Linked DNA regions of Mus musculus: region 1 is linked to region 2. A link is a contact called in public HiChIP or PLAC-seq data. All regions are on one chromosome and are shown on one strand. The core of a region is the stretch at or near the end of the contact, and the rest is flanking DNA. Distances in the headings are between cores, read along the strand shown. Region 1 overlaps Inpp4b (inositol polyphosphate-4-phosphatase, type II). Region 2 has its middle 36 kb from the start of Gm9725.

What was found. HiChIP or PLAC-seq counts read pairs in DNA pulled down with a chosen protein or histone mark.
Region 1: a RAD21 HiChIP or PLAC-seq map of pro-B cells shows a contact between it and region 2, with 12 times the contacts expected there. The contact joins two enhancer-like sites. A contact is called at or near these places in 1 of 15 datasets of contacts at CTCF or cohesin (pro-B cells), 29 of 484 Hi-C or Micro-C datasets (the 63-12 cell line, the C10 cell line, DN2 thymocytes and 19 more) and 1 of 115 datasets of contacts at active chromatin or transcription factors (large pre-B cells).

Annotation. Positions count from the first base shown.
Region 1 is chr8:81,475,995-81,481,282 of GRCm38.p6, reverse strand. All of the region lies in intron 2 of Inpp4b (inositol polyphosphate-4-phosphatase, type II), which reads right to left. Among named protein-coding and RNA genes, the nearest start is that of Gm51582, 140 kb to the right of the region's middle. Within about 2 kb of position 2,427, at least 6 of the 459 cell types and tissues checked have an H3K27ac peak or open chromatin away from gene starts, as enhancers often do. A contact at or near this core is called in pro-B cells, where this site is marked.
Region 2 is chr8:81,065,549-81,070,887 of GRCm38.p6, reverse strand. No RefSeq gene overlaps it. Among named protein-coding and RNA genes, the nearest start is that of Gm9725, 36 kb to the right of the region's middle. Within about 2 kb of position 3,932, at least 4 of the 459 cell types and tissues checked have an H3K27ac peak or open chromatin away from gene starts, as enhancers often do. A contact at or near this core is called in pro-B cells, where this site is marked.

The DNA of each region.
Region 1 (5,288 bases), core at 1,178-3,677, 410 kb before region 2:
CCAATCAAAGAAATCACATGGTGGGACTCATGGCTCTTACTGCATATGTAACAGAGGATGGACTACTTGGTCATCAATGAGAGGAGAGGCCCTTGGTCCTCGGAAGGTTCTATGCCTCAGTATAGGGGAATGCCAGGGCCAGGATGCAGGAGTGGGTGGGTTGGAAAGCCGGGGGAGGGGATAGGGGATATTTGGAGGGGAAACTAGGAAAGGGGATAACATTTGAAATGTAAATAAAGAAAATTATCTAAGAAAAAAAAAAGAAAACACAAAGAAATTAACAGGTGTGGCCAAGGATGTGGAGAAATACAAGTGCATCTGCTACTGGTGGAGATATAAATTAGAATAGACACTATGAAAAACAGGAAGGCAATATATCAGGAAACCAAAAACAGAACTACCATTATGAACCAGAAATTCTATTACCTATACAGAGTATAGAAATTGTTACATCAAAAACATGCTTGCAGCCCCCTGTTCCTTTCAGCCCTGTATACAATAGCCAAAATTTAGACTAAACTCAGATGTCCTTCCATGAATAGAGACAATGGCATATTTTCACCATAAAAAATACCAATATCCTATCATCTGAAGTAACATGGATGAAATTGGAGGGCATTATTCCATGTGAAATAAGCCAGACACAGAAAATCAAATACCACATGTCCTCTGGGAAAACTAGAGACTGGGAAAGGAGGGGTTTAAGATGGAACAGAGTTCAAATAAAGACACCGGAGTCCAGCTATGGTGTAGGAGTCCCTAATTTTGTTTATCATTGTAGAGATACCAATGAATAAACATCATAGGACACACTTCACAATGACCACAGGACATGAAATTCCCAACACATAAAAACGAGGAATGAAGAAATCAATTGTATTAAATTATAATATACTGCATACATGCACTAAATTGCCATACATAACAAGAAAAGATGTAGCCATACAGTCTCAATAATGAGTTACAATTAAAAAGGAGAAATATGTACATGGATATGAAGCAAGAGTTAGCATACTGTGGAGCTAGGTTGAAATTGGCAGTATCTCTATTCCATCTACGTCATGAGCAGACAGATGGATGATAGATGCCCTATCAGATCTCAGCAATGACCTCTTTTAAGGGATTAAATAGGGGAATCACGGTTTAGGGCCATTACAGAGCCAGTAAGCTGCACACTTCGGCCCCAGGTTCAAGGTTGGCTAATGATGTGCTTCTCATGTATCCACAGCACTTGCCCCCTGTATCAAGTCCTGGTGGGGTCATTTCATGGGTCAAATAATTGGAGCATGATTTCATCACCTGTGAATATAATTAAAACTAACAGCCTCGGTGTTGGGGAAAATCTCGGCACAGTCTTCTACTACTACTAAAATGGATACGAAACTCCAGTAAACTTGATGTTTCTCTTACAAGTTAAATTAAAAACTCACAAATGAATAACTTCAGGATGAAGCAGAGGCAACTTTATATTAGAAGAGTCATTGTTAGAATTTTCTTTGAGGGAGAAATTCTCTTTATATTCTTTTAACAGCCTTTGTTGAAATGTTTTTAAATGCAACTTACATCAAAAATTTTCTGAACAAGAGAGATGGAAAGAAGTCTATTTTTTTTTTTACTATTTATAAAAACTGCTTGGTATTTGGTTGATAGACAGTCATTCAGGATAGGATCCTAGCACCAAAAATCCAAAAGATTAGACTGAGTCCTCCTAATGTGAAGTAATCTAACCAGATAAGAACTGCATCAACAAATAAATTCCATCCATTGAACACTGACAAGCTATAGTTTGTTATTAACGTCTATAAATATTTACCTACCTTGTTAAGGCCTAAATTGTGGATTGCAATTCACAGAACATATAGTTTTCCTATCTCCATGCTGTTTTGTCAATTGGTGAGAAAGCATTCACAATTAGTGTGTTGTCTTCCTAAATGTTCTGAGTTCCATGCAATAACAAAACAGATTCTGAATATCTTAGGCATTAGTAAATGAGCAGGGTACAGGTATTGGTATTCAAAAATTAATGCCACACTCTCTTCTGAGATTTGGTAGCTACAAAACACACATCTGCAATGACAATGAAAATAAAAATCCAAAGAGCCAATGCTTATGCAATACATAATGTATGCACCACAGGGCACACCTGTGGAAATGGAGGGTGTAACATCAAGTACACTTTCTGAGAAGATGTGCAGACCTTACAAGTATATTGAAATAAGAAACACCAAGAGGAAGGGTACAGTAACTTTGAGCAGAAACAAGCATAAAATAATCTCATAAGACTTTATATCTTTACAATTCTACTTTTATATTTCATTAAAATTATGAGATAAGTGTTGTTTTCAAATATGATGTTCTAATAAAGTTCCTTTTTGTGACAAGGGTCACGGAAACCCTAGGAGATTACTGCTGACACCTAGTGGCATGATGTTTAAATGCTTAATGCGCTTAAAGAGAGATGATACAGACTATGCATAGTGTATAATACATGCATACATACATACATGCATACATACACACATACACACATACATACGTATACATATATATGGAAGAACTGAATTACAAACTATTAATTTCAGTCCAGGTATTTAATTTTCAGTCAATTGAGTCTCCTTCATGACTAGTCCCTCAATATTGAATAAATTAAAACTACCATGTCTGTTAACCCTTAAGAAAACCAATTCCTTCAAATCTCCTTAGTCTTTTTCTGGATATTGGCAATGGGAACCCCAACTCATAATAAATCTACTTTAACCTCAATAGGTTTTATTTTATCCCAACTTCTCAAAGACCCAGGTTTGACATTCAGTGTTTACATAACGTAGAAGCCTTGTCTACCATCGAGCAGGGTGTGTTAAATCTCACTCCACATTCAAATGCTGGCACACCCAAAATGGCCATGAAACTGCCACACATGATCCCAGAGGATCAGATATATGACACTTGTGCATGGTAGGACAGGGCTTCTTCAAGGGTCTCTAGTATCCACATGGATGATGAGACAGAAAACACAAAAGAAACTGAAATGATTATGACATTAACCAAGACCCTACAGATAATTTCTATCAGATGCAACAATTGTGTGTGTGTGTATGTGTATATAAGAATGTGTAACAAAAGAAAGACACTCTATTTCTAGATGCACTTTTCTGCTACAGCACTACAGCACTTGGGAACACAGCAGGTAAAAATTAAATTAATAAATTAATACATAACTATTTACTTTTATTAATTTTTGTGTAAGATGTAAAACAGGAAAAGGTCACAAAAGACACTGACTTTTCTCTTAGTCCAAAGTAACTTTTCTGAGTAACTCAGGTTAGACATTTCATCAACAACATGTGCAGTGTGGCACACACAATGACAAATGCAGTGTGGCCCACAACAATGGGTGACAAGATTGGCCATCTTCCTAGGGCCCAAAGTATGTCCCACCCGTGAATTTATAAATTACTGGATTGTCAGTATGATTTTATTCTTATTGAAAATATGTGATGAAAATAGTATATGTTCTCCAGATAAGCCTAATTAATGCAGAGCATAGCTAAGTTATAGCTCTCATAGTACAAAGGAATCTTTCAGCCTTTTAAATGCTCCTTCAATGAAAATCTTGGAGAATCAAAGAGCATGCATATTCATTCAAAGGATATCTATATTACACATTGGAGTGAAGGCAAATGGAAAACAACATATTTTCAAAATTATATTGAAAGAAAAATCATCATTACAGATGGCTTTATTTAAAATGATAGAAATATATACACATGTAAGCATACATATACATGTGGAAGCAGAAGGACATATGTAAGCCAATGTAAATCAAAAATACTGGAATAGATTATGTATTTAAGCAATGATATATGGGTGCGCCTGAGACACAGACACCCACAATGAGAGAGAGGGGGTAGGGGGGAGAGAGAGAGGGAGGGAAGAGAGAGGAAAGAGAGAGAGAGAGAGAGAGAGAGAGAGAGAGAGAGAGAGAGAGAGAGAGAGAGAGAGGGAGGGAGGAGAGAACTGGAATATGACAAAGATCTCAGAAGCTAATTTGTGTGTGTGTGTGTGTGTGTGTGTACATAAGTGTGCCACTATACATGCAAGTGTGTGTGTGTGCATGTGTGTGAAGGCTAGAGGCTGATGGGCATCTCACTCTGTCAGTCTTTTTTTTCATTGGAGTTTTTGAGCTGGGTGTTCACTGATTGAGCACCTCTGGCTGGCTGTATGAACTAAACCCTCCTGTCCCCATCTGCATAATGCTTGGGTTAAAGGGAGAGACATAGATAAGTGATCAGCCTCACGTGCATCTGACTCAGTAGGTTATGTCAGTCAGTTGCTCTCTATGTACATATGTAATACATAATGATAGAAGAAGACATGGTTTTAAGAGAAGATATGGGAGTGACCATAGGAGAAGTTGGAGGAGAAAAGATAAATCTGATGAAAGCGTATCATACTCATTGCATGAAAAAAACATATATGTATGCATACATATATGCATACATACATACATACATACATACATACATACATACATACATACATATTGTCTGAGTTTTGAGAGCACTAATTGCTTGACACAGTGACTACATCTAGGCAAAGCAGAGTCCTCATCAAACATGAGCTCTGAATTAAGCCCTGCTACAACTGCCTCACACACATTGGGCCTCAGGAGGATCCAAATTTCCACTTAAAACCATGCTTTTTATTATTCCGTTTCAATTTTTCATGTTCTGCTTTCTGTTGTTATTAAAATGATGTATGTGTGCTAATAATAAAAAATTTGTGATACATTCTTAAAATATCAAAATATTTATCATTCTAAATATTAGCATGTAATACATCAAGAAAAGAAAACAACAGTAAAATCAATCTATAAGTAGTATACTTAAAAAGTATTTCTCAATGCTCTGGAATATATGTAAGAAATCATTAATACAGTTTATTTAAATTTCTCAAAAGTATGTTTCCACTAAAGCCTAGATTCCAGCCTAGAGTGCAAAAGTTTTGCTAAGCCTTTAATTTTATATCTTAGTGTCCCCAAAAAAGTTAAATGTATTTGAGAAGAAAATCTGATGTTCATGCACAATAAAAATAAATTACAGGGACTGGAGAGGTGGCTCAGCTGTCAGGAGCACTTACTGCTCTTTCAGAGGATATGGCTTCAGCTCTCAGATCCTACAGGGAAGCTCAGAACTGTTCATAACTCCAGTTCCATGGAATGTGATACCCTCTTCTGGCTTCTATATATACATCATCCATATAATACCCATGTAAATAAAATAAATCTA
Region 2 (5,339 bases), core at 2,683-5,182:
TGTCATTCCCTAGACTGAGCGGGCTCCTGCATACCTGAGGCATCCACCACATTTTTCATCCTGTTGAGATGTAGTTTGTAAACATTGTGTTTAGAATCTTCATAACCAGGGCCATAAATGAAAGCAGCTTTTGGTTTTCCTTTCCTGTAATAACTGTGTCATATATCTGAAATCCTGAACTTGTAAAAGGAACTGAGAAATGCAGCTTCTTTTATTGTTATGTAGACATGTTTTATAAGTAGAATTATCCTTTCCTTAAAGGCTCCATAACATATACCCATGAGAACTTAAGAGACAGGGACTATTGTCATTTGCTGGAATTTGAATGCTCTTTCTGATTTTTTGTATCTTCTGAATTGATGGTGGAGAATTACATTTTCTGAAGTCATTTGTTCAAGCTTTATCCAACCCACTAAAGCAAAGCTGTAGTAGTTGCTACTTTTATAATTTAATCTTACATGTCGTTATCCGTACGCTTTAATTTCTATTATTATTTCATTGTAACTTTTATCTTGTGACTAGTTCGGAGTAATTAGCTCTCAGTTTAGTTAATCTTGTAATTTGTTTAATTTACATTCCCTTCAATATTTATTACTTTTCAGTCATATTGTTTCCAAGTTTATAAGTAACCATTGCATTTTTTAAAGAAACTGAATAAAGTATAACTTTTATCAAATAATTGTAGCCCCCCCCCAGCCCTTTGAAATATTATTAGTCTGGTTCCTTCCTGTCATTTGTGTAACATTCACAACTAAGCTAATTTTTCCATCATCTTAAAATAACAACTCATCTAACCTCAGAACTAAACTAGCTAGTACCATGTAATAGTCAAGAACTTTTCCCTGGAAGCCTAGAGTTATCCTCAGCCCTAGTTAAGGGCAGCCCTGGAAAGGAAGTCTGCTGTACTCAGCTGGTTCCATGCTCCCAGCCTCTCAGTTCTCCCCCATGAACTCTCATGCTCAGACAGAGGAAGAGTGCTTTCATCATTACATTAGTTAAAGAAGAATCTATGCTGTTATGGAAAAAAATCTCTAAAATAATGGCTTTAATAAGATAAAAGCTTATTTTCCCTCAAAAAGAAAAGCAAGAAGTCTAGATTCGTGAGACACTTAGTTCCATGAGGTCATTGGAGACCCAGCTTCCTTCTTCTTGCTCCATTACCTCAAGACTTTTGTCCTCATCAGTATTCTCCAGACTGGCTCGCTGTGATCCCTGCAATACAGATAGCAGGGAGGAGGAGGAGCCAGAAATGGAGACCATCCAAGACAGGCAGTTTCCTCTTTGGCAAGCGATACAAGTTTCATATCACACCTTCCCACTCTCTCATAGCACAAGCATCTCACTTTTTCTCTCCGATTCTGAAGCATCTTGCTTACCAGAGAAGTACTTTTAACTTAGGAATAGAAAAATATCCAGACAAGTCCTGATTAAGGGCTATGGCACAGTCCAAATGCCCAGCAAGCAGAGAAGGTGTGACAGTAAGAGCAGGGAGCATGCTGGTCACATCACATCTGCATGCAGGAGGCAGAGAGTAAATAAGAAGCAGGGCTGGGCTGTCAAGCCTCAAGATCCAGCCCCTGTGACCCATTTCTTCCAGCAAAGCTCCACATCCCAAGTATTCCACAGCCTTCTCAACCTTCTGCACCAATCAGAGAGAAGTGTTCAAATGCATGTGCCTGTGGGCACTTTCCATATTCTGACTACGGCACTTTTGAGGCACTTGACATATAAAGGCAGACAGAAAGGACCTGTGATCCAGAATAAACCTTTTCCCCCATAAGTTGATTTTGTCAGAGTATTTTATCACAGCAACAGGGGAAAAAATTTAAACCGTAAGCAATAACAAAACTGAATTAATAAAGATTAATAAAAATACATTTGTGTTGAGACATAGTGACACCCTTATAAGGACTGGAGAACTCCAGTTCTGATTCTCTATATTAAAAGTGAACTGTGTGTCCCGTCTGGCAAAGGGGTTGAAGCCTCAGTTGAGTTCTGCAACACGTGATGCTGCGGGCTCCTTAGCAACCTGCTACACTTGCTTTATGCTTTAATATTTCCAGAGCAAGAGGGAGCACTGCTGTGATGATTTCACAAAGACAGAGCAGACCTACTGCTCAGTAAACTTGGCTTAAAAACTGGCTGGACTGCATTCTTAACATAAATAGAGAGGCTGACCGACCTTATAAGCCTACTGGCCTTAGAAGCCAGAAGGCATTCTTCTAACCCCTCCCCCAAAGAGCTGCACTTTTCTCTCATTGGAAGTACATGTCAGGCCTCTACTCATAGACCTGGAAAATATAAGCAGTTTTCTGAGTCTCAGAACTATGCTCATGAGCAGACAGATTACAAAGTGAAACTGTATATGTGCTTGAATCAGAGTATTGTGGGGGAGCTGTGGCTAGAATGTTTTTATACAGCCTACTGAACTTTGCAAACTACGATGCACTGAGTGATTTGAATTTAGAATAAATTGGCTTTGAAGATTTCGTTGAGAATACATTAGTTCCAGAAGCAAAGTAAAAATGAAAATATTTCATTTTAAAGATTTTACTTTTACTCCAGAAATTTGGTCATAGAAACAAATTAAGTATTCAGATGTCAATCGTGCCGCCATTGTACTAACAGGATTGCCAGCATCTGTATGTAAACCTCTCTAATTAGCTGAATTGTGTAATCCAAAAACAAACAGTATAATGTGGAGTGAAAATTTCCAGTGTGTTCCCATGAATTAGCATAAGCAATGTCAGAAAGGCCAATTTCTTGGTCTTTCTTTCCACAACAGATATCCCTGATTTTAGATTAGAATTTGATGAATTAGCAAAATCATGGAGAAACCTAGGAACAGGTATGGTTGGGAGAAGGAGAAGAACTGGTATGAGTTGAGACCATTCTTATTTGCAAGAAACAATTCTGGCCTCAAAGTCAGAGATCCACCTGCCTGAGTGCTTGGACTAAAAGTGTATACCACCATTCAGAGCAAGAAACAATACTTAAACTAGGTTAGGTTAACAATAGATTTATTGACTAGAAATCTGCATGGCTGCAAGTCAAACAAGATCTAAGCCCACCCTGACACGAGCTAGGCAACCCATTGGGATTACCATTCCCAGGTTCAGGACCATCTCAGTCTAAGCTGTAGTGTGGAGACTGGCAGCTGTGATTCATAGAGAAGAGAAAACATTGCAAGGAAGAGACCTGATTAACTTAGGTTTCATGCACAGCAGGAAACTGCTCACTGGAGAGTTCTTGTATTCACCCCTGAGTCAGGCAGGTCTGGATGCTAACTCTACTAGGGTACAAGAGAAGTAGAAGTGGAAAGGTCGCTTACCTTTGTTACCAGCAGAAAAGAAGAAAAACTGGGTAACCACACACCCGGCTAGTCACATCGCTTCTCTTTCTTTAAGAGGCAGAAAGGAAAGGAGGGAGGGAGAAATGAGAATGATGGAAGAGAAGCGCCTTAGAGTCAAAATTAAATTTTTTTCTCTTTATTTGAAGTGTAAAATGAGGACTTTTTTCTTTATTTACAGAGACATGCATATATATTGAAACTAGAAGCAGAAAGATATCTGCACAGAATTTATAGGTATCCAGTTTTATTTCACATTAGCTTTTAGAGAAAGGTAGGTAGGTAAACAAAATAAGGGCCTTAAAATATCCATGTCATCACCCCTGGAATCTGACTATGCCATCTTCCATGCTGTCTTAGGATCTTGGCCATGGCAACTCTTATAAAGGAAAGCATTTCATTGGGGCTGGCTTACAGTTCAGAAGTTTAGTCCATTTCATCACGGTGGGAAGCATGGTGGCCTGCAGACAGATGTGAAGCTGGAGAGGGAACTGAAAATTTTACATCTGAATCAGTATGCAGCAGGAAGAGAGAGTGAGCCACTGGGCCTGTCTAGAGCTTTGAAACCTCAAAGCCAACTCTCCTCCTCCCTCCCTCCCCCATCCAGTGACACACTTCCTCCAACAAGGCCATGCCTACTTCCTATTAGCGCCCCTTCCTATGAACTTATGGGGACACTTTCATTCAAACCACCACACAGGACAAAGAGACTTTGAAAATGTGACTTAGGATACTTGGTCACATACAAGCAAAAATCACCTGGATTATTCAGGCAGACCCAGATCGATCTCTGCCATATTTAAAAAAAGACAATGATGAAGGAGGTCACATAGACATGTGGGTTTTGAACATGGGGAAAGAGTTCTAGGAGTTAGCCATGCAGATGATGTCTGACACAGGAAAAGCAAGAAGACATTGTCTTCTAGACTAAAGCTTTCAGAAAGGAACCTGGTTCTGCCAGCCCAATGAGACCCATTGGTCAGACTCCAGTCTACAGCTGAGAGAAAATAGATAATGTGTGTTATCTTCTGTCTTAGAGTTTGTGGTGACTTGCTATTGTACTGATAGAAAACTAACCTAAGGAGGCACAAACATAGATATAGGATTTTATTAAGAAAACACACAACACACAAAATCTGTATCATTTGCTTCTGGTGACAAACTGCAAAGTAGCTAAGCTCAGACCTTATTAGAGGATTCTTTGGTAAAAGAATATTATGTGAGGTATAAATTATACCATGTTCACAAGAGGTGTCAAAAGGTCAGTGGACAACTTTAGTTTTTTTGTTTGTTTGTTTGTTTGTTTTCTCTACTGACTCTTCTTCAAAACAGCCTATGTTGTGGGGAAAACTTTTAAAAGTTATTAAATCCTACAATAATTATACCTTCCCTTGGAGAACTTGAAGGTGCTTGTGTTAACAGGCTTAGGAGGGCAGGAGCCCTGATCAGGTAGACAACAGCCAAATGGGCTGTTGAGTTATGAGAGGACAGAGAGACTCAGAGGCATACACACCACCATTCTGAGCCGCCTGAGGAGCCCCCTAATCTTCAAGGACCTTGACTCAGGCCAAAGTGGGATTCATGGCTCAAATGAAATAGTGATATAACAATAATAATAATAATAATAATAATAATAATAATAATAATAATAATAATAATAATAATATAACAATATCAAGCCTAGTAGAGTTGGGAGTTTCCATTAAAGATAACATAATCCAGATTTTAAGCATAAGGGTTAGGAGAATAAGAGGCAATCATAAAGAAAGACATATCCAAGTGCATCTATTTATAATATATCCAACTCATACATGTTATTTCAGTGGCTCTCAAGCTACCTCTCAGTGACTAAGAAACCATTTCCTCTCTCTCTCTCTTTCTCTCAATGTGACAAGTGAGATGGATCAAGAATTACAAGATAAGGTAAAAGCAAAACTAACTAGGTTTGCACAACGGGTTTAGAACATGTACTCTCCCTGTAAATGGCCTT